Linked DNA regions of Rattus norvegicus: region 2 is linked to region 1. The links are chromatin contacts, called in public Hi-C maps. All regions are on one chromosome and are shown on one strand. Each heading gives the region's core, a stretch centred on a gene start, on an enhancer-like site or on the middle of the called end of the contact. The rest is flanking DNA. Distances are from core to core; before and after follow the strand shown. Region 1 overlaps Adk (adenosine kinase). Region 2 overlaps Vcl (vinculin).

What was found. Hi-C and Micro-C count contacts between places; a contact is called where the count stands out from the background.
Region 2: a Hi-C map of Schwann cells shows a contact between it and region 1, with 6 times the contacts expected there. The contact joins two enhancer-like sites. A contact is called at or near these places in 2 of 12 Hi-C or Micro-C datasets (the A7r5 cell line and Schwann cells).

Annotation. Positions count from the first base shown.
Region 1 is chr15:3,234,153-3,237,011 of GRCr8, forward strand. The region is part of intron 3 of Adk (adenosine kinase); the gene reads right to left. Among named protein-coding and RNA genes, the nearest start is that of Adk, 60 kb to the right of the region's middle. Within about 2 kb of position 1,414, at least 12 of the 93 cell types and tissues checked have an H3K27ac peak or open chromatin away from gene starts, as enhancers often do. A contact at or near this core is called in Schwann cells, where this site is marked.
Region 2 is chr15:3,315,053-3,318,129 of GRCr8, forward strand. It overlaps Vcl (vinculin), which reads right to left. Exons shown (of 21, transcript NM_001107248.1): 21 at 17-2,144. The coding sequence ends at 1,998. Among named protein-coding and RNA genes, the nearest start is that of Ap3m1, 20 kb to the left of the region's middle. Within about 2 kb of position 1,274, at least 30 of the 93 cell types and tissues checked have an H3K27ac peak or open chromatin away from gene starts, as enhancers often do. A contact at or near this core is called in Schwann cells, where this site is marked.

The sequences.
Region 1 (2,859 bases), core at 164-2,663:
TGTACGTCTAAGGTGATTTCTAAAATCGCAACTGGTCCTGTGGTATTAATTTAGGCAGCAAGATAGTGTGTTCATTCTTCTCAGTCACTATACCAGACATTAACCTTCTTTCAAATGACTGTGGTCACAGATGACTCAGCAGGTAAGAAGGCTTGGTGCTCTTGCAGAGGATCGGTTGGGGTCTGGTCCCAGTACCCACATGGCAGTTCACAACCATCTGCAACTGCAGGTCCACCGGGACCATGCACACGTGTGGTACACACTAACAAAACACTTATAAACACAAAGTAAAATAACCTTTAAAAATAAGTAAATAAAACAAACTTACTATATTGCTTAAAGAGCTTTTTGGTGGAACCAAAAAAAAGAAGGTGGGGTGGGTTGGGGTGGGGCGGCGTTTAAGTGGGAACCAGAAGACCAGTCTCTGCTCCAGCACTGTGATGAATGGGTGTTAACCTGTAACAGATCGGTTGATTCCTGGGACTCACCCTATGCACGACAAAATAGGTATTGGGCTTTAGCTTAGATTCTGTCTTTCAAAGTCAAGCAAATAAACCTAAGTCCCTTGAAGAGAGAGCTCTTTTTCTTCCTCTGCTTTGTAGAGTATAGCAAAGTAGGAGGAAAATCACCTTTAGGCTATCTCTATAAAGTAGTACAGATACGTATTTGTTAATAACTTTGCAACTGTTACCTTTTCTTACACGAATCTCCTGACCATATCTTAATACACCGTTCATATTCCAAGCAATGAGAAATTTATTTGTTTATAAATGAATGTGAATAAAAATGGTTCTATCTTTTACCATTGCAGGTATGTAGGCATGTTCAAAAACAGAAGACAAACTATTCCTGAGTCTCTGTTTACAAATGAAGTTGGTATCTTTCATTCTTTTGATAACTTTATAGAGCTATGATAGATATACAGAACTATATGTCTAGTGTGACGGTATATATGCCTAGTGTGATGGTATATATGCCTAGTGTGACGGTATATATATATGCCTAGTGTGATGGTATATATGTCTAGTGTGACGGTATATATGTCTAGTATAGATGGTATATGTGCCTAGTATGATGGTATTGCTCAGATATAAAATGCAAGTTCCTGGCACCTAGCATTTGTTAAAGGCTTCATCCTTAACTCAGTGTTCAAAAGGGAGACTTCTGGAAAATGAAGGAATCACAGGAGCTCTGCCTTAATCTGTAGAGTGCCCTGCTAACGGATTAGGAATTTAACCATGTTATTGAAAAGTGACACACAGTAGGAAGATCTGAGGCCTCCCTGGAGGTGATATGCTCTTAAAGGGAGTATCTCATAACTGCCTCCTCTCATCACCCTTGTTCCTTCTCTCTCATCTCTTGTCCTCTAAATCTCTGTCACTATCTGGGCTTGTTGGTTTCCCAGAACAGCACCCGCCACCCTGTCTTGCCACAGTCCCACAGTGATGAAGTCAGCCATCCTGGACTGACCAAAGTCTAAGTCTCTGAGCCAAAATAAACTCTTTAAATTGTCTCTCATGGCACTTTCCTGATGTGTTATGTTCAAACACAGTAACTACCACGGGGGGGGGGGGGGAACACTTATTGAATCAAAGTGGCATTTTTCATATTTTAAGCTATTCCATTTATAAAACTATGATGGCAATGGGGTAAAAACAATCCATAGAAAACTAACAGCCAGTTTCACTATGGGATTATTCAGAGTCAAGCATGAGGTTGGGATTAATCACACCACAACTATAATTGCTTTCCTCGCTAGCTTTAAAATCATCCCCTAGAGCGGAGCATTCAGAGTGGAGAAACAAGCAAAAGTCTGCTTAGAGAAGCAAGTGTCACTGCTGACCAAATCTTTCCCTGTGTGGCAACTGGGTTTTCCAGGGAGTGGTTGGGGGAAGCATGAGTGACTGTTTATGGAATCTGATTCATCAGATTTCAGAAACTAGGGCTATTGTTAATAAAAACATAGTTACTCCACATACAGCAATGCCAACCATCAGTATACCAGAAGCTCTTGTATCACTGAATCAGGGAAACTGTAGGTGAAAGTGAGCTAATGTAAAGTATCCACAGATTTTTTTTTATATCATGATTTGTCAAGGTTATTTTGAAATATACGAATCAATAATAGTGTTTTTGAGAATAATACATGCCTTGTTAATTATATAATTGCATTTTAGGGATTTCTGTCTTGTTTTAGTGTGTAAGTGTATGTGTGTATGTATGTACTTTACATGTGTCTAAGTGCAAATGCATGTATACCACAGCAAAAACGTGGAGGTCGGGGGTCAAGCTCAGGTGCTATCCACCTTGTTTTGATCAGGGTGACTCTCTGTGGTACACACCACTGCAAACAGCAAGCCTGCTGCCCCGCGGGCCTTGGGGAACTCTGCTATCTCTGTATCTTCCGTCTCACTGCCAAAGCTCTGGGCTACAGGCACACACTGTGTTCCACTTGTTCCAGAGTCCCAGTCAGGTGCTCATGCTTGGCAAGCTCTGAATTCACTGGGCTGTCTTCTCAGTCAAAAAACTGTTTCATATCTATATTTCTTATTTTTTAAAACCCTGGTCCTGAGTACAGAGAGATTTCGGTTATTCTTTTTAGTAGATATAAAGTACTTGTTCATATTTATGGGCATCATAAACTTTAACAACTCAATACATGCACACAATGCATTCCAATCAAACCAAGGCGAATAGCATTTCTACTTTCTCTGTGAGAATTTTAGCTATTTAAATTTAAGACACAAATGACATTATTTGTAAACACGTTTCATGAGGAGCTGCTGATAAATTTTTAATTTAAGATTCTGTTCATACTCAATTGGGAGTTTTCATTAGTGCAGAGGTCAAAAAAAAACC
Region 2 (3,077 bases), core at 24-2,523, 81 kb after region 1:
TCCTTTCTGGATTGGATAAAGTCGTTAGTAAAATAACCTCATTTAGAGCATTATTCATATAAATGTACTTTATTGTTTTAAACAGAACGAAAGAAGAGGCAGAAAACATTTGCATGTAAGTCCTAGCTTATAAATGTAGTTTTTAGTGGTGGCATCTCTAACACGTCGTTCAGGGACTGTTTCCTTTTGCCTCCTTGTACTGTGAGCACTGACACTTGAGAAAAGCACATCTGGCGGACATATGTCTCCAGAACTGGAAGAACTTGGAGAGCAAACATTTTTCTTAATTCCTCTAAGTAATCTTTAGTAAAACAAAAGATGATCTTTGGCATAGATTCATACTTTAAAGGCATTGATATGCATTTATATCAGGTAAGCAACTATACAGATCTGCTGAGAGCTTTCAAAAGAATCTGTTATCAGCTGAAAGGAAATAGGGGAAGCCTGAGTATTCAGGGTCAACTTAAGATTTGCAAGTTCAGTGTTGGGGTCAACATACTAGATGTGGGAAGAACATCCAGGAAGGTCTTAGTCCTGTATTCACCTGGTTCTTGATTTCTGGAAGAAGCATCCATGCGCTAGGAAATGCTTATACAGCCGAGGTAAATGCAAAAATGAGTAAAGTCACTTTTTCACTAACTTTGCCCAATAGGAAACATGCCTTTCTGATAAGTAGATACCATACTCTTTATTCTTGAATACTTTATATTGAGAGAAGGTTGTAGTTGGTTAAAAGCAACTGGGAACTATAACTTCCTACTGATTTTTCCCTAGCAGCACCAGAATTATATTCTGCAAATGCTATTCTCCCTTACATAGGAAATATCCTTCAGACAAAATTGCCTTTCCATTCAGTCTCTTAAGAGCTTAATTTTGAATGGACTTTTCAAAGTTACAAGCAAAGTCAAGTGTGGTGGTAGGAGCTAAGAGGCTGACACAAGTAGATGACTTGAATCCAGAAGTTCAAGACTAGCCTGGACAACATAGAGAGACCCAGTCTCAAAATTAAAAAAAAAAAAAAAAAAAAAGTGGGGGATGGAGAGATTGCAGACACACACACCTATGATCTTTAAAGTCTTGTTTAAGAAGCACATAGAGGAAGACTGCCCAAGCCTAGGATGATTTGGTTAAAAGTAAATGCAGCATTTCAGCTCAGAAATTAAAAAAGAAAGTAAAAGCTAAGGATGAATGCTAAGGCCTCAGCACAGACCTCTACTGGCAGTGACAAGCATAGAAAACCTGGGAGTGGCCCCACTGGGAGGATGGGCAGGATCACACCCAGCTACTCTGCCCCCTCAGTGGCAGAGAGCACCAGTGTGTTTACATGATGGTTACCTTGGCAACCAAGCAAGGCAGGATGTGAGAAGGGAAGTTTCCATAACACATACTAGTGAGGGGCATGGTAAAGACAGAAGAGTGATTTCCTCCTAACAGTGAAAGTTGGTTTTCCATTGTGCGGAACTAGGAATACATGGGGAGAAAGTGGGAAATGGATCCAGGCTGTGCAAGCTGGAACTCCCCAGAGACCACCTTTTCCTGCAGCAGTGATGCACAGCCCAGGGAAGATGGGCAGGGTCAGCAGCAAAGGGGAAACCCAAAATCACTTTGGAAGCACAGTTATTTACTGACTCGCCTCAGTTCTAGGTCTCGAGAGCCTAAAGGGGGGAAAGGCAGCCAGTGAACCATAAACACAGAGAGAAATGTCCCAGGGCAGAGCAGGGCTTCCTGCTAGTGTTCACGCTTATTCTGAGCTTATGTAAAATCCTTGGGAGAGTGCACAGAGTAACTGAAAGTACAGGGTTTGTAGAGAGACACTTCAAAGTGTCCATGACAAGAGTATAAATGTTTTTTCTATGTGAAGAGGCCCCATTCCTTTCTGGTGTGTGAAACCAGGGATTGATTTTCCACCCCTGGCAACTCTGAATGGCTTCTGAAGCTCAAGATGGTCACCTCCTCATTAGCAGAGGTCTGTGTACCAGCCAGGTCTGACCAGGTGCCTACTGGTACCAGGGAGTCTTTCTGACCCAGCGCAGAGTAAATCCGGCGTCTGTTCGAATCTTGATTGAAGCAGCTTCGGCCTCTCGCACAGTCTCTTTCACAGACTGCATGAGGTTCTGGGCATTATGAACCAGCATCTCTGTGGCCTGCAGGAGAGGAGCCCTGTTACCATAGCCTCCAATGCAGAGCTGCCTGCAAGCTGCCATGAAGCCAGGAGTGGGCTGCAGCTGACCCCTGCACCGGACCCCCTCCATCTCCGCTGGCTTAACTACACAAACAGGGCAATGTTTATACGATTTGACTTGTACACCAGTAACTGCACTGTGTCTCTGTATGGCTGGCAGCATGTACTCACTCCTGGTTTTCAGAGGCGCTGTTCTTTCAGGACTCTGCTATGTCCTCTACCTACAACACTTTTCTTCCAAGTAAGCCAGGCTCCCCCTCCAGCATTCTTCAGATCTTAGGGAACCATACATTAAATAACACACCACTAAACTCTTAGCACTTTACTTGAAGTTACTGTTTTTCTTCATAAAATCCATCACTAACAATGGAGTGCTGTATATTATACCTAGATTGCTTGGGGTGGGTTTTGTTCTCTTAGTTGGCGTTGGGTTCTGGGGAGACGGTAGTGTGGTTCCAATTATCTGTCTGTCTTTAAGCTCCACAGGGCAGAGATTTTTGTTGGCTTTTTCACTGCTCTCTATTTAGTACAGGGGGCATTTCATAAACAATGAATGGAAATGATCAACCCAGTCAACCCTTAACACAGGACTAGAGGATGGGAATAGCTGGCTGGCTGCCCACACCCAGACAACCCAATCATTCAGTTAAATCACTCAATCGGGTTTATTTGTTAGATGTACAGTGTTCTGCCTGCATGTATGCCTACAGGTCAACCCATGGAAGAACAGCCAAGTGCTCTTAACCTCTGAGCCACCTCTCCAGCCCAACTCAATCATTCCTTAGGGCAGCAGGTCTAACTGGCTGTAAGTTGTAGATCTTTTGAGGATTTAAGGAAGGCCATGGGGTTGGAGGGCCGGGGGGTCCATGTCACATGAGTGAAACATATGCATAAA